7 separate regions of the Mus musculus genome follow, and regions 1, 2, 3, 4, 5 and 7 are each linked to region 6. Evidence: chromatin contacts called from public Hi-C, HiChIP or PLAC-seq and promoter capture Hi-C data. All regions are on one chromosome and are shown on one strand. The core of a region is the stretch at or near the end of the contact, and the rest is flanking DNA. Distances in the headings are between cores, read along the strand shown. Region 1 has its middle 34 kb from the start of Gm31333. Region 2 overlaps Gm31333 (predicted gene, 31333). Region 3 holds the start of Pxdn (peroxidasin). Region 4 overlaps Gm31569 (a long non-coding RNA gene). Region 5 has its middle 58 kb from the start of Gm31333. Region 6 holds the start of Myt1l (myelin transcription factor 1-like). Region 7 has its middle 93 kb from the start of Gm31333.

Region 1 (3,047 bases), core at 108-2,607, 420 kb before region 6:
AGCTGCTCTCAGAAGCTGGTGAAATCTTGGGGATCCAGCAGATACCACCACTCTCCTGTGAGTCAGTCTATCCTCCGTGCCTGGAGGCAGGGTGGATCTGCTGCTGCCATGTGAGGCATCAGTCACCGACACTGAATCTCCGAGGGACATCTTGTTCGGTCTGTGTGGTCCTGCCATTCTTGTGCGGTGGGGCTAACTCCTTTAGAGGTCGGGTCATGTCTTCACTCCAGGCTTCTGTAATGGGAGAAAAGACAGAGTCAGTCTCCGAAGCAGCGCTCTCTCTCTCTCTCTCTCTCTCTCTCTCTCTCTCTCTCACACACACACACACACACACACATACACACAGAGAGCTGGCAGCCGAAGACGAGCCTTCTATCTCATTGCTATGGTGGTCCAAGGTCCCACAAGGCCTCTGCTCATGTTTAGAAGGAGGAGCACAAGATGAAGCCCCACTCACTCTTCCAAAGCCTTGCCAGGAGCTGCTGCACATCATCTCTGCTCACTTCCATTCTCAGAAACACATTGTGTAGCTCCGTGGGGCACATGGGACCAGGAGGTTGTCCCAGATGTCAGCAATCTGAAACTAACAGCGTCAATTCTGGGTCATGTTGCAGAGGACACAGAGTTCCGATGTAGAGAAGGTCTCTCTGCCACATGTCATAGCTTACAGGGTTCTTGTGAAGCTCAAAGTAGAGTGCGGACAGCTGGGGCGAACGCAGCTACTCGGGAAGTACCGACTGTCTCCAACATGAACTCGTCCACACACTTCTAGAAGTAAATCTCCTGATAGCCAACTGCACTGTCTGCCTGTGTGACAGTGGGGATGAGGACTGTATCAGATACTTCAGGGTTAATAACAGCACAGGGAATGAATGGCCATAAAACAGATGCCCAGCCAATGGTCTTGCTCTTGACTTAGAGTAATGGCTGTGGGAATTGGCAACACCTGAGCTCTTTGTCCTCTTGAACTGAAACAGTGGGGGAGAGTCTGACACACACCTTTTTCCTCTCATCACTACCGGTATCCTCTAACTAGCTCTGCCTGATGTGAAAAGAACAATGGGGATTTATACTGAAAAGGAAACTGTGCTTGCATCCCCTCTAAGACCTGAGGGACACCATGCTTTTAGTCCTGCTAATATGGCAGAGGTGTTTAGGACTCAGTGCTGCAAGAGCGGATCAGCCTCGATGTGTGGTGTCTCCCTTGGACCTAGGTAAAGTCCCCTCCCCATGCTGCCGACCATGCGGTTCTGCCAGTGCGGTTCATTGTGAATGCACAAGGCAGAGTGTAAACAGAGCCAGGCTTTGCCTCCTTCAATACGAGCAGGTCCCTTGTGGGAACATGGGATCCTCACTAATCCATGCGGAGGTGTTGATGAGAATGCTAATAAGGGCTAGTGTGGGGAGACGCACACCCCCACCGCCTATGTCCTCTTCAGAAATGCCACTGGTGTTCCCATGTGTCTATCCACAGTGGGCCCTCTGATCTGCAGCAGTGTGTGAGTGCCAGGTCTAGAAAAGTCTCCCCACTTACAGTTTTGCTAACCGTGAGGCTGCAGAAAGTATGATGGATAATGGCTGAACGAACAGAAATTCCCAGCAGCCCTCTGGAGCACAAGAAGCTGCACAAGCCTGTGCCATGAGATCAGGCTCTGGCTGGCTTTTCTGAAGGACTCTGTGTCCAGGACCAGGCCTAAATCTATCGATGCATACATAGTATAACTGGTGAAGCCATGCATTTGGATTGATTGAATGTGGTTTTTCAGATAATAAAATCCAGTATTTAAAGGATGATAACATGCACTTGTGTATCTACTTCCACTGTCATTCTAGAGAGAACATGTCCACCTCCCAAATTGAGCTGTCTCATGGGTAGCTAATATGCCCTGGCCCTGGTGGGAACTGACCTGTGCTCCTTTGTCATTCAGGATTATCATACTGAGCCAAACGGCCACCACTTTTATGGGTTCAGCAATGCCCACTTGCAAAAGATCCTAGTCAGGCTTGTTGACTATTGAGATTTCCTCATTGCTTACTGAAAGATGGGCAGGGGCAGGTCACAGACCCCTCACCCTGTATTCATCAATTCCCCCAGCCAATTCTATGCATTTGTATTCCAGTTGTGAGGTGGCCTGAGGGAGGGGCTAGAGGTGTATAGTCTGGGAAAGACTAGGGAGGAGGGTTCCATCTATATGGCCATGGGGGAGATATCAACCCCACTGGATAGAGACCTTTTAGTGTGTCTGCTTAAAGGCTACTCATGCTTCTATGGGCCCCTCACCCACCACTCTTTAAAGAAGCCCAATAAATGCAATTGTTCCCCAGAGTGCATTTTGGTAGAATTATACCTCTGTTTGTCATCAGGGGAAGGAATTTGTGCAATAGCCCTGTAGTGTGGCTCTTCTAGAACACTGTGTGGGTCAGGCAGCATGTATTTCCTGTGTATATGTGGGGGTGGGGTGGGGTGGGGTGGGGTGAGGGGCAGTGTCACCTTATGTATCTGAGGGATGCTCCTCTAAGCACTGGGCACCGTTCCTTATCACTCACAGGCTTAGTTTTCCTTTTACTGGGTTCATTAGGGTTTAATATCTTTGTCTACCACATTCTGTGATGCCTGAATCATTTTTCCCACTCCATGGAGCTGTTCTAATGATCAGAGGAGGTCCATGTACACAAGGCATGCGATACAAGAACATGGATGGCATGCAGGAGTGTATTAAGCATAAGTGAGCCTTAGTAGCCATGCTCAGTCATTGCCTAGCCTTGCCTGTACCTGCCTGGACTGAGTGATCAGGGCCATGTCACCTAACCCCTCATGCCTCACTGTCTTCATCTGCAAATGATGAAGTACCTACCATAGAGGACTGACTCACTCATTTGAACCTCTGGTTAGTAGACATTCTCAGTTGGCATTTGGGAAAGCGATGTCTGCTGAGGGGTGCCAGAGCTCCACTCCTGTCATTTGTCTCAGGGGAGGCTTGCTGTATTGAAGTGTCATCTTGATCCCTGGGTAGGAACTGATATGACTCTGTCAGTGGGGAGAGCAG
Region 2 (3,158 bases), core at 77-2,576, 340 kb before region 6:
TGAAGGCAACAAAGAAAGTACAGGAGCCAAGTAGATAAACTCATAACCAAGGAATGAAACTATACAAGCAAGCAGCATGACTTTCTCCTCAGATTTCTTTGTATCTAGGTCATTTGCCAGAAGGTTTCACTCTCTCTAGGAGAAGGTTTTTCCCCAATCAGTTAATTGTTCTTGGCAATGCCTCACAGATCCACCCAGGTACCTATTTATTAGTTGATTTCAGACCCAATCAAGTTGACATTCAAGATTAACCATCAGCATTAAACAAGGAAGCAGTTAGGGAGATTCCTGCCATGAAAGCCATTGATCCAGTTGATCACCATAGGAGTCATAGAGTCAGGAGAGGAATGTGGCTGCACAGAACTTGATGTCATCAGGATCCAACTAGGCTGTTGTGTTTTCAGGGTCACCTATATCATGGGGACATTTTTGTGTCCCCAGTGTCATCTAGGCCATGGGAACATTGGTATCTTCAGTGCTACCATGTCATGGGGACATCCCTGCATCTCTAGTATCAGCTATGACATGAGGGCATCTCTGTGTCTTCAGTATATCACTACAATATGGGGCAGCTCTATGTATCCAGGGTCACCTATGTTAGACAGTGTGTTCAGTATATTGCACATACTCCAGAAGGTGTGAGTCTTTCAGGCTTGGAATCTCCATAGCCTTGTCCTGTACACTATTGCCTGCATCCCCTCTACTTTGTAAAAGTGACACAAATGTACATGATGCTACATGTCAAACTCTACCAATAGGATGCTGCAGTATCTGCTGAAGCTAGGTAATAAAATGCCAGGACTCAAATACACAGGTGTAAACAGTCCAGACAATATGGATTTATGGTTTTTTATTTTCAGCAGTATTTTCTGAATTACCAACGCAACTCAGTTCCTACAGTAGCAGCTGACACTTACAGAGCCTTTGAACTCCGCAGTGGGCTATCTTTTGGACACACCAGTTCATCATGGCCCTGTGTGGATGGTACGGAGGAAGACTGAGATCCAGAGGCAAAGCAGCTCACTCAAGGCTACCTGTAAGCAGATGCCTGCCCGAGACTTGAACGCACCTCTGGATTGAGTCTGGTGCTTTATTCAACTCAGTCAGTCCTTCCCTGATGCTTTGTCTCCCAGCCAAAAGTGAAGATAGAGCTAAGACAATTAGAAGCCACCTATGCTGCAATGTAATTGAGTCTAAGAGTACCAGTTACAGGCAAATGCAGGTTTCTAAGATGTTTTCTTGGGCTTCTCTGTTTGTGGGACCTCTTCTGTGAGCTCCCAGCAGATGGCATTCATGCAAACTCAAATACCGCAGCAAACTCCTCCTTCAGATTAATTAGTTTCCATTTATACACCTCACCTCAAAAGCTTTACAGTTCTTTGATCTCACAGTTCTGGTCTCCAAAGCCTTCCAATCTCGTCTTTCAAGCATCTTTGTTTTCCTGCAGCGTTTCCTAGAACAAAACCTAGAGACTCCAGACTCCAGAAAGGGCGTGTCTGCCTGCCACCAGAGCCTGCTTTTTTGTTGTTGTTTGTTTGTTTCTGTGCCATATTCTCAGAAAAAGACACTAGGAAGCAGAGCAATACCCACTTCTCCTGGGGCATCCCTGGGCCCAGATTGCTCTGTGATATCATGCAGGCCTATTTTATGAAGGATGGAAAGCTTTTGTAGTCTATGAGAACAGTGATCACCAAGGGGAAAGGGGGGGATCCTACAAAAACCGCAGCACTAGGCACACTGCCTAGCCCTGTCTCCTGAGCCCAGCTGGTAGGCAAATAGTGCTTGTCCCATCTTGACTTTATTTTATCTTTTGCATGTGTGTATCTATGCTAGATGCATTTTCATATGTTTAAGGTCTGAGTCTTTTTTTCTGTCCTCAAGGCTCTGGTAGTCCTGTAGGAGAGAGGAAGGGCGTGTTGCTATTACCTAGATTTTTTAGGTACAGCATGGAGAGGTTCATGTTACCTTTTAAGGACAAGGCATTCATTTGAAGGGAGCAGGGAAGGACTTGACCTTGAGAGAGATCAGAATCAGACCTGGAAGAGGGATGCCAGGAGCTTTCTTTTGGAGGAAGGAAAGCCCAGACTATGATGTTAAAGGACTCTAGGCATGTACTTGAGAAGCTCTAAGAATCTGGTATGGTTATGTTCAGGGGAACTCAAGGGCCGGACCCAGGACTGCTAGGCAGACCATTATGTTTGCACCATGAGTTCTATCAAGACTTCTATATTTCACCACCTCTGTATAGCATAGCTTCTAAACATCACAGCTTTTATGAATCAAGGCTTGTATGAACTATGGCTTCTGTCCACTGTTGTGGTGGTTTGAATACACTTGGCCCAGGGAGTGGCACTATTTGGAGGCATAGCTTTGTTGGAGGAAGTGTGTCATTATGAGCATGAACTTTAAGACCCTTATCCTAGCTGCCTGGAAGCCAGACTTCTGTTTCTGTTTGCCTTCAGAACAAGATGTTGAATTCTCAGCTCCTCCTGCACCATGCCTGCCTAGATGCTGCCATGCTCCCTCCTTGATGATAACTGACTGAACCTCTAAACCTGTAAATCAGCCCTAGTTCCCGGAGCTCGTGTCTCTAGCTGCATATGTATCAGAAGATAGCCTAGTCAGCCATCAGTGGAAAGAGAGGCCCATTGGACTTGCAAACTTTATATGCCCCAGTACAGGGGAACACCAGGGCCAAGAAGTGGGAGTGGGTGGGTGAGGGAGTGGGTGGGGGAGTGTGTGTGGGATTTTTGGGATAGCATTGGAAATGTAAATGAAATAAATACCTAATCAAAAAAAAATGTTGTCCTTGTAAGAGTTGCCTTGGTTATGGTATCTATTCACAGCAGTAAACCCCTAACCAAGACCAAGACAACTGTGATTTCCATGTATTACGACTTCTGTGTATCAATCAAGTCTTTCATGTGCCAAAACTTCCATGTGTTATGATCTCAGTGCACCATGACATCCATGAATTATGCATTTCGGTTTCATATACAATGACTTCTTTACAGCTTCTATACTTTATGATGTCGATGCTTCATGACTTCTGTGTACTATGACTCTGTATAATATGACTCTATGCTTGCATGCACTATAACTTATGCCTACCATGACTTCCATACACCATGGCTTCTGAACATCATGACTGCCACACA
Region 3 (3,326 bases), core at 709-3,208, 410 kb after region 6:
TTAACACAGGAGATGAGCTCTGCCTGCAGGGATGATAATCTCCAGGCTATGGAAAATCACAGTGTGGGGACTACCCAAGGGTTAAGGGGGGAAGTGCAGAGTTTAAGGAAAAAAGATTTATTTTGGTTTCTGGTATCACACACTTGACTAAGATTTTCTAACAAGTCGGTGAGGCATGTGGCCTAGGGACCCTGGATTTGTAGCTGCCGTTGAAGGCAACGCTGTCTTGTACTGGACAGGGTCCATCGGGCTCCTGACTTGTACTAACTGCAGCAGATAGGAGTCTGGTTTCTATCACAGTACACGGGCTTGACTGTTCCATCTTGCCCTGTGCTCATCTCGGCTGCAATACATACCTGGGAATTCTGCCCTCATGGAAACTTAGATCTGCTTCTGCAGGAGCTCCAGGCAGTGAAGGTCTGTTCTGCTGGGGTGGGCAGCCTCTCAGGAGGCTTTGGGGTTGAACGATTCTTACTCTCAGGAGTGTGGCCTGGAAAGTGATAGCATGCTGGCAGTTTAGCAGGAAGGCCTGAATCCCGATCTCTCTCTGGAATACATGCTGCAGGTGGTCGGAGGTATTCCAGTCATGGAGAGATCCCAGTGACTAGGAACTGGAGCCTCCTCCAACAGCCTCCAGTTCCCCCACCGTACAGCCTGGCACAGTGCATCGGAAGTCTCCTGACAGTGCCTGAGTGTGACCCCATCCCTGGGCAGTACCCTGATGCCCAAGTCAGAGTGGAAACACAGTAGTTTGCAGGTCAAGATACATCTGGTGTCTTGTTTTTTTTTTTTTTCAATAAAGTAACAAAACACGGAGGGAAAACTTAAGAGAGAAAGATCTGTGTTGGCTCAGAGTTTCAGAGATTTCAGTCTGCCTGTCCAGAAAGGCCTGGCAGAACTGGGTAACTCCCTTTACATAGCCAGAAATCACAGAAGGAACACCTGGGCTGTTGGACTTTCCTCTCCATCTATCCTATTACACTGCCAACCTATGGGTGTCATTCTGGTTCTTAGTAGGTCTTCTCCTTTTAGGTAACTTTCTATAAATTCCCCCAGAGTTGAGTTTTATACTCTCCTAGGTGCTCAGTCCAATCAAGTTGAGAATCAGGATCAACTGTCACACCTGGGCTCCAGTTCCAAACCTCACATTTAAGACCTCTGCTCCCTTGGTTGTATTGCCTAACCTGGCCTTCCTGGCTGAAGAATGGAGAGACTGGAACCCCAGGGAGAATCAGAGAACTGTATAAAGTGTCAGCATTCAATCTTGCAGAGTACACTCTGATGTTAACCTCAGGGCTTCCCTTGTCTTAACGCTGTCCACGCAAAAGCCATCCCATCTTCCCCACAAGGGTTCCTCATTGGCGGTGAATGTTGGAGACCTCAGGAATCTCTCGCTAGGGAGCTTCTATTTCTGCAGCACAGCCTTCCCACAAGCTGTGCACTGGGGGGTGGGGAGGTTGCTGTGCCTCAGTTTCTCAAGTAGGAACGAGGAAAACTAGAGATAGATGTTTTGTGTGGGAACAGTGGTGGGCACGGAGGCAAAAGAGGCAGTGCCGCGAAAGCTCACTTCCTAGAACACAACAAAATTTGTAAGTATTCAAAAAAGGTATTACTAGCAACAAAACCCTTGGATACAGGGAGAAAGGATGATAAAGGGATGTGGGGTAACTTTGTTGTGGTACTGCAGTTTTAAAAGCAGAATCAGGGATCCAATCTCTGTCCCAAGCGACACCTCTGCACCTCTAGGAGCCCCCCACAGTGGAGTCTGTGTGCACTGGTCCTGCAGTCCAAGGAGGCCCTGCTGCACCTCCGAGAAGGGTCGCTAGGTTCAGACACCAAGGCCCTGGTGATTGCCCAGCCCCCGCCCTCTGCGAAGCTAAGAGGGGGCGGAGCCACGCGCATGTGCACAGCTGGCGCCCCCCTCCCCGCCCCCCGCGCACAGCTGGGACGTGGGCCGGGGACCGGAGGGCTCAGTTGGGAGCCGGCGGTGGACGCGCCCGCCGAGGCCTCCTCCGCTGCTGTTCACGCGTGCCAGCTCCTGTCCGCGCCATCTGCCATGGCCGTGCGCCCCACGCGCCGCTGCCTGCTGGCGCTCCTGCTGTGCTTTGCCTGGTGGGCCATGGCGGTGGTCGCCTCGAAGCAAGGGGCAGGCTGTCCAAGCCGCTGCCTGTGTTTCCGTACCACCGTGCGCTGCATGCATCTGTTGCTGGAGGCCGTGCCCGCCGTGGCGCCGCAGACCTCCATCCTGTGAGTGCGGCCCGGAGGGCGCTGGGGTCTGCGGGACGTGCGATTCAGGGGGATCGAGGGGCGTGGGTATCTTGGGGGGCAGGGGTACTGGTTTGGAGAGGTGGGCTACCCCGGCGTCCGGCGCAGGGTGTGCTGGGCCTTTTGTCCGTCCTGGCTAGGACGCCAGGGGCGGACCTGAGCGCTTAGCGCGCGGCCTGGGGAGCCGCCTTTGTTCAAACTCGGAATCTCCCGCTGGACCGGGAAGTAGTAGGGAGTCGCCAGGGAAAGCCCCGCGCGTCTCTCGAGCCCTCCCCGCCTGGCCTTCCCTCCGGTGTCTTCTCAACTTTCTCTCCACTCGGGGTTCCTCTCCCTCTCTCTTCTCTAAAGCGCAGGCCTGGGGTTGGGTCGTCCCTCCTCCGACCCCTTCTTTCTCCATCAGTGTACCTGCCCCCCTTTCTCCTCCTTCTGGAAGGATGCCCACCCCACATCACCCTGCGCCAAGGAAACCTCTTGCAGATTCTGGGTCCCGCGGCGCCACAGCGCCAAGTGTACTCCCATCGGCTTCTGCGCTGGAGCCTTCAAGTTCGCTGGGTGTCCTGAGGACTCTGTTGGGCGCAGCCCTTGTAAGGAGCTTTTTCTTTGCTTGGAAGAAGCTTGGCGTTCCAGGTGCCATGGAGGGCCCACCATCGTGCGGGTGGCCAAGTTCTGAGCAGCTCTGGGACTCTCCTCTTGCTGTTTCTACTCAGTTGGTCAGTTTCGCAGACGTCCTCCACTTCCTGGCTTTTTCACCTGGAGTTGTGCTTTGCGCCTTCACCGAAAGCCCCCAGATCTGAAGGAATCCCAGTGCTGCAGAGTTGGCTGCAGGCCTCTGTGTGTTCTGAGATTTGGTTCTGTGAAGGAAGGCATGCGTTTAGGGGCCAACTGTAATTCAGGGTCCTGCAGCTGCACTTCTGCATTCCAAAAAGAGTTTTCACTTTTTTGTGGCTGGGCTGGAGGACTTTGGCATCTCTGAGGATGCCTGCGAAAGTTATAAAAATCTGAGGGAACTATTCAAGGAGTGGGCGGTCGGTCAGGGCTCTCACTTCTAAAAGTGCATGGGT
Region 4 (3,342 bases), core at 108-2,607, 300 kb before region 6:
GGTCTGACGGACAATTTCGATGTCAATGCACATCTGAGGGGTAGGGATAGCATGCCCATTATCTTGTGAAAAGATACATAACTCACAGAAGCTGGGTGATGAGCCTATAGAGCATGTTCTCAGTGAAACAGCCCTTAGTCATCTGACTCCAAACTGTATAAGTACCCTGTGTATACACGTTTGAAGTGTGCGCCCTTGGCCACACACATATGAGCGCATGTCTCATCTTTAGGTACACAAAGCCTACAGACGCATGTCTCTGCACTGCTCTGTGCCCTATAAGCAGCTGTCTACCTTGCATATGTTTGCTGCAATGCAGTAGGACAAAAGTGTATAAAAGGAATTATAGATTCTAGTTAATCCATATGAGAGACACACAATCTAGGAATTTTATTTACAAGCTGGAAGCCTAGATCAGGCAGATTTGGGAGCTATTCTAGCTTATATCTCAGCCATGTGTCCCTTGCTCCTTGCTGTTTCTCCCGGCTATGTGCTCATGGTTCATCTCCTCTCATGGTTGCTTGTTCCTCTCTCTGTCTCCTTTCCTCCTCCTCCTCCTCCTCCTCCTCCTCCTCCTCCTCCTCCTCCTCCTCCTCCTCCTCCTCCTCCTCCTCCTCCTCTTCTTTCCTCTCTACCTGTGACTCCCAGGCAGGTAACTGAAAAGCTGCCTACATCTATCTACTGCCCAATCCCAGGCTTTAGCCTTTTATTGACCAAGCAACTTGAGGAGCAAGAGTTGCACAGCAGACACCTGGGGCAACAGATATTGGGGTATAGAATTTAACATTTGAATACACAGCAACACCAGACTGATCCCCAACAAAGGTGGTCTTCTATCCTTATTGGCCAGTTAGGCATTCTACCTAGAACTCACCCTAGGAAAAGAAGGGAGTTTTCCCTCCCACAAAGGGCCAGAAAGGAAGGGACAGTTGCACATTGCTTGGTGGCTTTTCTTCCTCTCTGTGCTGAGGTTTCGTCCGTGTAACTAAAATTGGCAAAAATTTTAACATATGAAAGTATGTAAAATGTTGAAAACAAGTCTTCAGGGGTCACATCTGTGGTATCCATGGTGATCTGGTTCCAGATTGCCCAGGTATTCCTGCTACTCTAGACAGAGTGAAAAAAAAAAAAGATTCCAGTATTGGCAAGGCTGAGCCCCCACCCCCACTTTTCTCTCTCTCCAAAATCAATGTGACTTCCTTTGAAGGAGGCTTCAGCTTTCTGTGGATGTTCCTGCCACACATCTCCTCCTGCATGCCAGTGCGGCTGGCAGGCAAATCAATTGGTCCAGCAGCTCTGCCATGCAAAACACAGAGTTGAGCTGACATCTCCCAGAGAGATTCAGCCTGGGCACCTGGGTCTGTTCGGTACAGAGCAACAGGCAGACACTGGGCGTGCTGTCAGCTGAGCAGGGAAAAGGGACAAGCTGCTGTGTCAAAAGTGACACTTCGGCTTCTGCGGGTCTTGCAGAGATATCTGCCTTGATGTGACTGTGGCTGACATCCGGCAACAGAAGTGGCTGGTTTCTGAGCTGGATTGAAATCCATCCAGCTCCCTGCGTTCACAACGATGATTTCTAACGCTAATTCTCAGCGAGCCAGGCATGAAATATATGCACAGGCTCTGCTCGTGAGGGCCTTTGGAGTTATTGGAGGTACCTGGGATGAAAACATCTGTGCCATTCGCTTTTGTGAATTTTCCTTTCCTCGGTTTCAATTATGCAGTCAAAGACTCTCTGGGCAAGAGAGAGAAGGCGAGAGTGTGCTGCTATGCCCCTCTCTCCTCTTGATAAGAGTCAGTGCCTGGCCGCTGCCTGATCAGGGAAGCATGAGCAGAGAGGGGTAGCCTTTCATCTTCCCAGAGACACAGCACTCTGCTCATGCAAATGAGATTGTCTAAAAGCATCGCTGCCTCCCACAGAGCTGCCTGGGGTCCCTAAGCCATTCTCTCCACAGGACAAATACAGAGTGAATTTGCTGAGATCATGTCTGTGATCATAAGTAGTTGATAGGGCTGCCAGCTATAGAAAGGATGGAGGTATGGTAGCACAGCACAGGCCAGCAGGCTAGGGCTGTGTGGACACTGCATAATTGTAAGTTGGTGTGCAGGTGTGTGTGTGCGCAAGCGTGTGTTTGTTTGTGTGTGTGTGCTATTCCTATTTCACATCCGCCTCTCACAAAGCTTCAGCTTCTCCATGGTAGAGCTCTATTCTCCCCTAGAGAATGTGTGCTAATCACAGAACTTGTGGAGGACATTGACATATGGTCTGACACTCAGAGGTGGGGCCAAGACTGAACCATGGGGTAGAGGCAAGCCAAGAACCCAGTTCTTTTGTTTGCATAGGAAAAAATGCCCCACGTGTCTCTTGCCCTTTGGAGGCTTCTTAATTATGACCTGTTGGTTGGTTCTCACTTTCTGGGGCTTATGATGGGGCTCCAAATGCCCCAAATGCAGTTGCTTCTCTGCCCATCCACCCTCAGCTTTCTCATCTAGCCACACGCCATTTTGAAAGGGGTTCAAATTTGATTTGGAATTGCTTTATGTGGCTTAGTTATTAAAAGGAGCACAGAAAGAAACTAATTTCATTATTCTGAAAGTAGAAGCCTGTAGACGTGATATGGAAGCTTTGAGGTGGAGATAAAACATCTCTGGGCAAACTCTGGCCTCTTGATCTGTTATCCATTCAAAGCAAAGTGTTATCATAGAATGGAGCAAGAGAACAATCCTGAATAAGCCAGCTAGATTCATTCACTCTTAGTTAGCTTACATAACATTTCTTTTGAAGAGCATGCAGCTGTATAATATACATGACTAACTTCCTACTAGCTGACTGGAGACAATGCTTTGGACAGGTATGTTATGACAGCTACCTGATATCTGCTCTTAGTAAATCCATGATTCCACCAGAGTCTTCAGATGCTGATGCACCAATCTAACAAGACAAGGGGCTTTTACCCCATCTTTATCCATCTCCTTTGCTCCTTTAAACCTGAGGTCTGACTCTGCTTTTCCTATAGACATGGTCATCATTTGAAGCTGTTTTGTCTAAGGCTCCATCACAGGATGAGCATGGCTTATTGCCTATTTGTGTGAATGTGTTTCTCCTCCTGGAGCTTTTTTGACAGCTCCAACATCTACAGTCTCTTAGCCTTGAGAGAAGTCAAACCATGAGACGGGACATTTATACAAGATGATGTAGAAATTTTAACAGTTTTGGATGACATTAGTACCTGTTAGCCTAGCAAGCAGAAGGCTAACATTTTAGTACACAAGAAGAGAAATGTCTTCAAACTACACATAGCCAATGAATAATTATCAAACTTCTACCTACCCTGAAAAAAA
Region 5 (2,948 bases), core at 338-2,837, 440 kb before region 6:
TAGATGGCTGAAACTTTAAAATCCTGGTAATGGACTTGTTATTAGGAAGGGGATGGTCAATTAGAAGCTTTTGATTCTAGTGAGGGTAGCCGCTGCAGAGACAGGAGCCATTTCTGCTGGTCAAGGTGACTCTGGACCCTTGCTTTCGTGAAATCTTTGAAAAGATCTGAGTGGAATGTGACAGTACCACTGACCCAGAAGTTCTATTTCCTGGCTCATAACAATGACACACCGTCTTACAAAGTGCGTAAAGACATGCAGGCCGTGAAGCTTTGCATACTCGTGGAGCATTTGTGATTTGGTGGGATGACCTGGGTGCCTTTTGGCAGGGAAATGAAGAAGCTGTTGCCTGCACATAAAACGGGTGGCACACAGCAGAGCAGCCAACAGACCAAATCAATAGAAACCAGATGAATAGATCTCAAAAGAATCATGAGTAGGAAAAGAAATGAAGAAAGACAGAGACTATAATTCTACTTACATAAAATTAAAAAAAAAACTGCCTCAGACTGTAAAATATATAGTGATATTCAGAATCAGTAAAAAAGCAGAGGGAGGGGATGCCCCAAATGCAAGGTTTGGATTGCTTATGAGAAGGCATAAAACAAACTAAAGCAAAGCAAACAGAGCTTCAAAGTGCATGGCACAGTGATGGGAGTGTGCCTTGGCAGGGGGCAAGTGGACATGCCCCTCGGTGGTGGGGCATGGCACCATCTCACTTCTTCTTCAGTAGGCTTTCCTGCATTAGAAGAAGGGCTTCATTCCAAGCACACATTATTTCTGAAGTTCCCAAGCTGGGCTTGTGCCTGCTTTATGAAAGCCGGTGACTTGTAGCTGTCAAAGCTCTGGGCTTTCCTACCCTGCTACCTGAAAAGAACTCAGCGCTAACTGGCTCCCCACCACCCTGGCCTATTACCTTCCCCTGGATTTTTTGGTACAGTCTCCCGAGTTTCTCAACTGCTGCTCTTGAAGATTTAAGTCCTAGTCCAACAATATCTGGTCTCCTTGGCTTGCTGCTCGGAACGTTTTTTTTAGTGCCTGTCAAACCCAGGAAAAAAAACGCCTGAGGTCTTCACTGCGGTGTCTGATTCCCTGGGAACTCACTGTCACCTACAGTGGCCTTGGCTGTCTTCATCCTCCTAGCTTCCTCAGTCCCTCCCCTGTCTCTTCATGTGGGCACCCCACAGTGCATCTTCTGGGAGACTCTTCTTCCAGACATATTTGGAAACTTCTGTCTTCCCTCTGGTGCTTCTGTCCCAGGGAGGCTCATTCACCTGCCATGACCTCGTAGCCCAGTCTGTCTACATTTCCTTACTTACTGCCCCCTTTTCTATCTGATACACCTTTGTTAGCTGTCTAACTTTAGGTCTAGCTCCATTCATTTGAACGGTAGCGGTTGTGTAATGACAGAGAGAGTGATCAGTGTTTTAAAATCCATTGCAGCTTAGCACTTGTAACAATAGCAAATGAGAGGGACTTAGTGGATGCTGGGTAAGGTACAGCAGGCAGATGGGAGGACACTGTAGGGACACTAGGGCAGTGTGTCCAGGACAAGCCCTGATGCTTACAGCCATATGACCTCACTGTTTACTTCTAGGAGGCTCCTTTTGTTCATGTGGAGAATGAGAATAAAACAAAGAGCATGTCTGAGTGCCTGCTCCAAGGGAGGTCCCTAAGTGGACGAAGATTGATGATGAATATGAGCAAGGGTAGTGAGGTGGAAGGAACACGCTGAGGTCATCCATGGAAGGAGGTGCTTTCTTAGACCTAGTAGCTTCACATGGAGAGTCCTGCAGAATCCAAGCTGGCATCCTGTAGAAGCTGAGACCCACAAGCTTGCTCCGGGGGAGCTATTTGCTGTGGAGTCTATCTCAGTGTCTCCCCAAACCAGTCCACAGCTTTTCTACAGTGAGCCAAGACCAGCCCCGGATGGGGGTGGGTGTCAGCCAGGCTGAGTAGGAGGCATGGAGGGAGACTGCACCTGTTCCGGGTGATGGCTCTGAGCTGTTGCAAAGGCTCTCTGCTCTGATCACACTTTCTCATCCGCAGTCAGGAAACAGGAAGCGATTTGACACAGCACACTGCATCAGTTATGATCAGCCAGGGAACATTCTCTGATAAGCACTTTCTGCCAGCCTGGGCGGGCATCCTCATCGTGGGCAATCGGCAGCAGAAAGAGGGAGAGTGGCGGCGTGTGCCAGGCTGCAGTCTGGTTCTGTGGCTTCTCTCAGCTCAGAGCCGCAACACCCACTTGTGATGGGGGCCTCCCGGGGTTTTCTCCTAAATCGCAACCCTTTGGATTCTCTGCTGCAATACAGAGGGGGCTTCAGAAGGGAGGACAGAGAGAAGTTGATTGCTTGACGGCACGCAAACGCTCACATATGATTTAGCACGCGGGATTTGATGCGTTCAATTGTGTCTTGTTTTTGCTCTGTCAAGAGAGCCCTGGTGGGGTGGGGTGGTGAGCAAAGATGGAGAGTCTCTGAGATGGGTGTTACAGATGACAACGTGAAGAAGGAATCAGGGCGCCAGGATGTGGAAGAAGGCACACCCCAATTTGTGCTACAGGCCAGAGCAGAGTCCTTTTTACACGTGATGACTCTGTGTGAGCAGTGGGTCTGAGAGAGAAGAAAGCACCAGGCATAGCATCAATTTTAACTACTGGAAATCACTACCATGTTCATGACCTACATTTGTGTTTTAATACATCTCTTATTTTCAACTGATGAGGCTGGCTGTACATATGCATTATTGTGTGACATTTCAATACATGGACCCTGTGTAATGATAAGATTGGGGTCATTGCCACACCTGTCACTTGAGGCACATCATTTCTGTACCCTGAGAATATCTGTAATCTATTAGTCTGAAGTATTCTGCTGAATACTGTCAGCTGTAGCTGCCGTGTGGCTTCTTCCTCTGAATTCCAGCCCCTTGGGTTCTTTTAC
Region 6 (3,152 bases), core at 526-3,025:
GAGAGAGGCAGGGATTACAGGAGAAGATAAAGAAAGAGCAGTGCTGGTAGCTCTCCCTCAGAATCATTTATCTGTTACCAAGAGAGCAGTTGAGAGAATGTCACTGAATGGTCCCTTAACTTGCAGTAGAATGGATAGGAAATGCACAGTATAAATGAGTTTTTAAAAAAATCAAGCTGTTTTTGTTTTGTGTATGGAGGTTTTTGTTGTTGTTTTGTTTTGTGTTCTTTGAGGAAGAGAGATGAAATGATTTAATGTCCCAATGTCTTAAAAAAGAAAACCTGAAATTTTTGATATAGATATTTAAAAATATGGTTTATAAAAAAGGGATTTTCAAGTTACACCTGGGAATTTTTGAAAAGAAATGAGATTTATTTGCAATAAACTTTGTCCAACTGCAGCATTCAGTGGCTTCTATTTTCCCATGTTCAGACTGTATGCTGCATGAGATCCGGAGAATGGAGACAGTCTGGTAGAAAAGCTTCAAGCAGGAGCAGGCTTCACCTGGGCTGCTTCTAGCTTTGGGCTGTGAGCCAAAGAGGCAAGCATTAGATGACCCCCTCCCCCCAGCTCTGTGGCTAAGGCTTGGGCTAGAAATCCCTGTTTTTGTCAACCTCCACATCACATCCAAGACTTAACCATCACTTTCCTCAGAAGAAAGACAACTAAGTTCAGTTTTAAAATAACAGCGTTGTCAGGCGGGCTGTCTGCATGTGAGCAGTGGAAAATTAGAATCGAGCAATCCGTCCCCCCACAACCCCCGTGGCACACACATGTGAAGCACACGCGCGCTCGCGCGCGCGCGCGTGCACACACACACACACACACGCGAGTAGCAGTCGGTTAAGAGGAAAGGGTGATACCTTTTTAAAAACCGAAAGGCAGTAAGCCATTATTAGCAAGAGCTATATTGAGCGTGCTTGTCAGACAGGCAACAAAGCCGAGCTCCAGTTCCGCCCAGACATGTGCCTTGCCATTTTCATTTTAATCAGCCTGCTCAGGATGGCTGCTGATTCATTTTGCAGGATGTCCCCCTGGGAGCCAAGGTGGAAGCCTCCGGCGGCGGGTGAGCTGCTCTTGCATCTAGGCAGGATGCAGCAGGGCACACAGAGGGGAGAGTGAGGAGGAGGCTAGCGGGAGGGGAGCTCACCCACAGGCTCACTCCACAGTTCAATATGGCTAGTTAGCCGGTCCTTCATGAAACCGTATCTGCTACTGCAGAAAATATAATGAAAGAAAGAGAAAAGAAAAGAAAAAACTGTCAAATTGTAGGATCGTCATTTCATTATCTAGCAACTACGCCCCCCCCCAACCCCACCCCTGGACATTAAGTGGCTTGGACTGCTGGTTATTCTCATGGTCAGCGTATACATAGATGCACACACACACACACACACACACACACACACACACACACACACACACACACACACACACACACACATACACATACATACCTGGTAACTAGCTGGGGTGGTATACCTGATTTAGCTGCAGACTTTGATTTGTAGGACTGACAACCTTATTATGCAGTGAGCTTATTATTGATATTATTCTGCTCTCGGTTGCCATGGCCACCTTGTGAGAGACATTCAATTTTCTCTCTTCCATCATCATTATCTATGAGGCCATCTGTTGTGGAAAATGAATTCAGCCTCATTTGCATGACTGATAAGCAATTTTTTTTTTATCTATTTAACAGAAGGTCATATGCCGGGGATTTGGAGCTCGTGAAAAAAAAAAGTGGAAAAAAAAAAAAGCCTAGGAGAGGATGAGTGGAGCTGCGTGCATTAGGGGCTGGCTGTGGAGGTAAAGCAGATCTCTTAGGCCCGCTAGCCTCTCCTGCTGCATGTGTCATTCCTGCCCGCGCGACATTTTCCCCCTAAGCTACTGCACACAAAACAGAGCGAGAAAGCTTCTCCCTGCAGTCTTCTTGGAGGCCTCCTGGTTTCTCACCCATTGTTGGTGGGTGTATTTCAATTTTTTGATTCCCTGGACTGTGGGTTATGAAATCAATGCTGCTGAAGACAAAAGCAACCTTCCCTGCCTCTCGGTGCTATGCGTGGTCCTCCTCGGCCTCCCACTTGTGGGGGAAAGGGTTTTCTCTTTCTTTCTGTGTGTTTTGAGCCAGCACAGTTACCAAAATTGAACTTGCCGTCACTTGTGAGCGGTGTGGTCATGGTGTGAGGTACGTGATGCTCGTTAGGTTAATTCTTTGGACTCAGGGGTCAGGATCTGTTTTTGCTGTAGCTCATGGCTTCTGCTGCAGACCTATTGTTCGTTCCTTTTTAAAGTTATTTTTATAGCGTGGCTGGTGGCTGAGAGGTTCCTGAGGTACAGGTCTTCAGTCCTCAGAAGCTGGTCTTTAGAGCAAAAATGGGTAATAGATTGCATGCCTGAACAATGATTTTTGTTTATAAAAAGAAATAAAAAAAAATGAGAAAACCGAAAAACTTACTGCATGTCTGGAGGTCGGTGATTTGGGCTGAAGTAACTTCCTGAGAGTGGCTAACTTCACTTTACAAACAAGGAGGGATTTTAAGCAAGGGCTGTGGGAATGTTAGCTACTCCTGAGGCACTGTTGTCTTGGTCTAATTATAGAAAGAAAGTTTGTTGATGTTTATAAAACTGATAAACTCAAATAAAGATTTTAAACAATAACCTCAATGTTTGAAGTTCATAAAAACAAAACAGCACCTAAGTTCTAGCAGAATATGGTTTTTTAAAAATCACCTCATAAGCAAAAAGTTGAGTCTTCACACTCTACTTTCCAGGTAGATCTGAATAAATAATAAATAATATAAATATTCACCTGAGTGTGAAATATACAAAATATACAGTAGAGTTTGACCAGAGCGTTAATTTAATCACGACAAATTTCTTATATCTTGAAACTATATATGCTATCAATCATGATGTTGTTAATTTAATTGGGATAAAGTGATTTGTTTAACAACTCTTTTGTTCAAGTGTTTATACTTTTTGCTAACACCACAAACAAAAGCTCCCATAACACTTTCACAAGCATGAGAGAGTCTTTCTAATTGTTTAACTTTATAAAAGAGATGCAGCTTTTGAAGTGAGAAAGTCAGGTATATTTTACATGTAGATAGACATGTTTACTCTAAAAATGGAAGTATTTTATTCAAAAT
Region 7 (3,189 bases), core at 498-2,997, 480 kb before region 6:
AATCCTGTTTCTTTGTCAATGTATGTTCCCTGGCTCGGTGCTAGAAGGCAGCAATGCTTTCTTCTCATTCTGACTTAGCTTCAAACACAGATAGGCTCCCAGGAAGGGGTTGCACACATGGACCAAACCCTTGGTCTGACTTGGGCCATGTGTCATCCTTGCCTCTCACAGTTATAGGGTTTCCCGTGTTACCGAGACTATAAAGTTTCTTTCTGTCTGTGGTGCTTCATGCCTTCCCCACAGCAGCAGTGTCTGTGGTACTTCATGCCTTCCCCACAGCAGCAGTGTCTGTGGTACTTCATGCTTTCCCCACAGCAGCAGTGTCTGTGGTACTCATGCCTTCCCCATAGCAGCAGTGTCTGTGGTACTTCATGCCTTCCCCACAGCAGCAGTGTCTGTGGTACTTCATGCCTTCCCCACAGCAGCAGCGTCTGTGGTACTTCATGCCTTCCCCACAGCAGCAGCGTCTGTGGTGCTTCATGCCTTCCCCACAGCAGCAGCGTCTGTGGTACTTCATGCCTTCCCCACAGCAGCAGCGTCTGTGGTACTTCATGCCTTCCCCACAGCAGCAGTGTCTGTGGTACTTCATGCCTTCCCCACAGCAGCAGCGTCTGTGGTACTTCATGCCTTCCCCACAGCAGCAGTGTCTGTGGTACTCATGCCTTCCCCACAGCAGCAGTGTCTGTGGTACTCATGCCTTCTCCACAGCAGCAGTGTCTGTGGTGCTTCATGCCTTCCCCACAGCAGCAGTGTCTGTGGTACTTCATGCCTTCCCCACAGCAGCAGCGTCTGTGGTACTTCATGCCTTCCCCACAGCAGCAGCGTCTGTGGTACTTCATGCCTTCCCCACAGCAGCAGCGTCTGTGGTACTTCATGCCTTCCCCACAGCAGCAGCGTCTGTGGTACTTCATGCCTTCCCCACAGCAGCAGCGTCTGTGGTGCTTCATGCCTTCCCCACAGCAGCAGCGTCTGTGGTGCTTCATGCCTTCCCCACAGCAGCAGTGTCTGTGGTACTTCATGCCTTCCCCACAGCAGCAGCGTCTGTGGTACTTCATGCCTTCCCCACAGCAGCAGCGTCTGTGGTGCTTCATGCCTTCCCCACAGCAGCAGTGTCTGTGGTACTTCATGCCTTCCCCACAGCAGCAGTGCTGGTTCTCCTCCTGGGATGACCTAGCAATTTAGGAGCATCTGGGGATTTCTTGTGTGCATTTCTTTTGTCTTAAAGGACCGCAGATCACCACAACTACCTCATAACCCTCTCCTAGAAATTGGTTCAAATTTTCATGTGAGTTGGCATCTATGTATCCTGCCGTAAGTGAGCACTGTGCCCCACCCCCCCCCCATCTCCTTATTTCAGAAAATCACCTGTACTGTGACCCTGGCTCTCTTTGGGGTCCAAGTGCAGGTGTGGTTTGGTAAAGTGTAGGTTCCCTTCTCTGGCTGCATTGCGAGGTTGAACACATCTAGTGTTCTCTGTCTCACTGTGGTCAGAAATCTACCTCCTTGGGTTTTATTTCTGAGCGGCACATCGTTTTCCCTTTGTAAGCATTCTTTGTTAGCCCTTCATTCCTGCAGCGTGAATGTGGCCTCTTTAGTGGGCCCTCCCTCTCACGTTCCTCTTTTCCTGTCTAGTCTCTGCTTCCTGCAAATTGCTTTTGTTCCCATCGGATTGTTCTGGTCACTGGCTTCCTTGTTAGAAGTGGTTCTCAGATGTCTGGCGTTGCTTGACCATCTGCTCATGATTAAGAATGACAGGCCAGCAATCAGCCCTGCAGCTCTGAGCGTGTGGGTGGAGCTGGCCAACCATGGGCTTCACTCAAGAGCATTCTGGGAGGGCCTGACAGGACCTCCAGGGGACAGCCTCTGCTCTTTCCTCTCTGCAGAGCCACAGTCTGTCCGCAGAGGAGGCCTTTTCACCTCACACATGGTGTGGCTGCCTCCTCGAAGCTGAGCAGCCCTCTTTCTTGCAGAGTGTGCCACTTAAATGATGAGGGACTTTATGGGAGCATTTCTGCCATTCTCCCCCCACCTCTCTTACTTTATTACTCCTTTCCCAAAGCTGGGAAATTGCTACTTATTTAAAATGCCTAAATAGACCTAAAATTTTAATTAAACTCTGCAATATGTCCTTGTTACGACTTTCCCATCAACTTCCCGGGAGTGTTGTATGTTATTAGGCTTTCTATCTCAGGGCAAAAGGCTTTTGTTTGCTGTTTTTTTTTTTTAAAGGCCCTGGACTGGTTTATGAAGGAATAAAAGTTATGAAGAGGCCACTTAGCAAAACCTTCCTGCATCCCTCTAGGAGAGCATGTATCAGAGCCTGGTGCTGCATCTGTGACTGTATCCCCAGTACATGAGATTTAGATTTTCCTCCAGAGGGAGGGGTTCACCCATGCCACAGTGGACAATGGCAAAATGGATTAGAGGAAAAATGTGCAGAGCCAGGAGACCTGAGGTGGCTCTGTCAGCAGGAAGGCTCATGCTCTCAGCTTCCTGGATGTGATGGCTGCTTTAGCTCTCTGACAGCCCTTGTTGCCAAGATTCTCCCAACAGTGTCTGGGTCAGCAGACATGTTTGACTCTGTGCTTTTAGGCTCTAGGAGTTGAGTGGCTTTCTTCGTGAGCAGCTCCATCCAAAAGGCACAAGGAGACCAATGTCTTAGAGCTCTTGTCACTGCAACCCAGACTTAGAAACTAACATACATTCTGGCCACACAGAACTTAGCTTGCATCCCCCAAGCCCAGGGTTTTGGTCTGTGGAGGGTGAAGATAATGACCATATCATTACCTGGAGGTACAAAGTCCCAAAGCACAGGTGAATAGTTCCTCTCTCTGGTTGTGAACATAAATATGTTTCCTCACCTTTCTGATTTCCTTATACAGTTGATAGATAAATGTACTCTGTAACACAAAACCTGCGTTAGACCCGTTTAAGGATATAGATACTTAGAAACCACCCAAGATAGAATTGGCTCCAGCCCTGAGAAACCAAGGCAGCTACTTACTGCTGTTTTCACTGGGGTAAAACACAGTCTGCTGCAGTGTGCACTAGGGTAGTTTGGAGTGTCACCCAGCCTGGGCCAGGAGTCAGAGAACAAGGTGACCTTGACAGATGTCTCCCTCTAGCACCCTGAACTCCTCCGGCTTGGTTGGGCTTAATAACTCAGCACCGCTACCGGACATGCACACA

What was found. Promoter capture Hi-C pulls out the DNA fragments that hold promoters and counts their contacts. A called contact is a pair of places that touch in the nucleus more often than the background predicts. HiChIP or PLAC-seq counts read pairs in DNA pulled down with a chosen protein or histone mark.
Region 1: an H3K4me3 HiChIP or PLAC-seq map of embryonic forebrain shows a contact between it and region 6, with 4 times the contacts expected there. The contact joins the enhancer-like site here to the promoter of Myt1l in region 6. A contact is called at or near these places in 1 of 39 promoter capture datasets (frontonasal cranial neural crest), 8 of 115 datasets of contacts at active chromatin or transcription factors (differentiating embryonic stem cells, embryonic basal ganglia, embryonic forebrain and 5 more) and 3 of 9 other capture datasets (adipose tissue, liver and pancreatic islet).
Region 2: a contact with region 6 is called in a Hi-C map of cortical neurons, with 4 times the contacts expected there. The contact joins the enhancer-like site here to the promoter of Myt1l in region 6. A contact is called at or near these places in 5 of 39 promoter capture datasets (the 3T3-L1 cell line, embryonic stem cells, pre-B cells and 1 more), 6 of 484 Hi-C or Micro-C datasets (the N1E-115 cell line, cerebral cortex, cortical neurons and 2 more), 8 of 115 datasets of contacts at active chromatin or transcription factors (VIP interneurons, astrocytes, embryonic basal ganglia and 5 more) and 2 of 9 other capture datasets (adipose tissue and liver).
Region 3: a contact with region 6 is called in a promoter capture Hi-C map of hippocampal neurons, with 5 times the contacts expected there. The contact joins the promoter of Pxdn here to the promoter of Myt1l in region 6. A contact is called at or near these places in 3 of 39 promoter capture datasets (cranial neural crest, hippocampal neurons and stem cell-derived epiblast-like cells).
Region 4: a promoter capture Hi-C map of hippocampal neurons shows a contact between it and region 6, with 6 times the contacts expected there. The contact joins the enhancer-like site here to the promoter of Myt1l in region 6. A contact is called at or near these places in 4 of 39 promoter capture datasets (cranial neural crest, embryonic stem cells, frontonasal cranial neural crest and 1 more), 6 of 484 Hi-C or Micro-C datasets (the N1E-115 cell line, cerebral cortex, cortical neurons and 3 more), 9 of 115 datasets of contacts at active chromatin or transcription factors (SST interneurons, differentiating embryonic stem cells, embryonic basal ganglia and 6 more) and 2 of 9 other capture datasets (adipose tissue and liver).
Region 5: a promoter capture Hi-C map of hippocampal neurons shows a contact between it and region 6, with 10 times the contacts expected there. The contact joins the enhancer-like site here to the promoter of Myt1l in region 6. A contact is called at or near these places in 7 of 39 promoter capture datasets (cranial neural crest, embryonic stem cells, epiblast stem cells and 4 more), 6 of 484 Hi-C or Micro-C datasets (cerebral cortex, cortical neurons, embryonic stem cells and 2 more), 9 of 115 datasets of contacts at active chromatin or transcription factors (differentiating embryonic stem cells, embryonic basal ganglia, embryonic forebrain and 5 more) and 1 of 9 other capture datasets (adipose tissue).
Region 7: an H3K4me3 HiChIP or PLAC-seq map of embryonic forebrain shows a contact between it and region 6, with 8 times the contacts expected there. The contact joins the enhancer-like site here to the promoter of Myt1l in region 6. A contact is called at or near these places in 3 of 39 promoter capture datasets (the C10 cell line, cranial neural crest and maxillary cranial neural crest), 3 of 484 Hi-C or Micro-C datasets (B cells, the N1E-115 cell line and cerebral cortex) and 10 of 115 datasets of contacts at active chromatin or transcription factors (SST interneurons, VIP interneurons, astrocytes and 7 more).

Annotation. Positions count from the first base shown.
Region 1 is chr12:29,106,219-29,109,265 of GRCm38.p6, forward strand. No RefSeq gene overlaps it. Among named protein-coding and RNA genes, the nearest start is that of Gm31333, 34 kb to the right of the region's middle. Within about 2 kb of position 1,358, at least 12 of the 459 cell types and tissues checked have an H3K27ac peak or open chromatin away from gene starts, as enhancers often do. A contact at or near this core is called in embryonic forebrain, where this site is marked.
Region 2 is chr12:29,186,490-29,189,647 of GRCm38.p6, forward strand. All of the region lies in intron 3 of Gm31333 (predicted gene, 31333), which reads left to right. Among named protein-coding and RNA genes, the nearest start is that of Gm31569, 18 kb to the right of the region's middle. Within about 2 kb of position 1,327, at least 5 of the 459 cell types and tissues checked have an H3K27ac peak or open chromatin away from gene starts, as enhancers often do. A contact at or near this core is called in cortical neurons, where this site is marked.
Region 3 is chr12:29,936,078-29,939,403 of GRCm38.p6, forward strand. It overlaps Pxdn (peroxidasin), which reads left to right and starts at 1,959. Exons shown (of 23, transcript NM_181395.2): 1 at 1,959-2,247. The coding sequence starts at 2,057. It overlaps Gm31939 (a long non-coding RNA gene), which reads right to left and starts at 1,910. Exons shown (of 4, transcript XR_001780596.2): 1 at 357-1,910.
Region 4 is chr12:29,231,329-29,234,670 of GRCm38.p6, forward strand. All of the region lies in intron 1 of Gm31569 (a long non-coding RNA gene), which reads left to right. Among named protein-coding and RNA genes, the nearest start is that of Gm31569, 27 kb to the left of the region's middle. Within about 2 kb of position 1,358, at least 36 of the 459 cell types and tissues checked have an H3K27ac peak or open chromatin away from gene starts, as enhancers often do. A contact at or near this core is called in the N1E-115 cell line, SST interneurons, cerebral cortex and 4 more, where this site is marked.
Region 5 is chr12:29,081,969-29,084,916 of GRCm38.p6, forward strand. No RefSeq gene overlaps it. Among named protein-coding and RNA genes, the nearest start is that of Gm31333, 58 kb to the right of the region's middle. Within about 2 kb of position 1,588, at least 57 of the 459 cell types and tissues checked have an H3K27ac peak or open chromatin away from gene starts, as enhancers often do. A contact at or near this core is called in cerebral cortex, cortical neurons, forebrain and 2 more, where this site is marked.
Region 6 is chr12:29,526,609-29,529,760 of GRCm38.p6, forward strand. Myt1l (myelin transcription factor 1-like) reads left to right here and starts at 1,776. Exons shown (of 25, transcript NM_001093775.1): 1 at 1,776-2,188. Gm20208 (a long non-coding RNA gene) reads right to left here. Exons shown (of 4, transcript XR_381405.4): 2 at 1,458-1,632; 3 at 864-1,215; 4 at 350-526.
Region 7 is chr12:29,047,589-29,050,777 of GRCm38.p6, forward strand. No RefSeq gene overlaps it. Among named protein-coding and RNA genes, the nearest start is that of Gm31333, 93 kb to the right of the region's middle. Within about 2 kb of position 1,748, at least 63 of the 459 cell types and tissues checked have an H3K27ac peak or open chromatin away from gene starts, as enhancers often do. A contact at or near this core is called in the N1E-115 cell line, VIP interneurons, embryonic basal ganglia and 2 more, where this site is marked.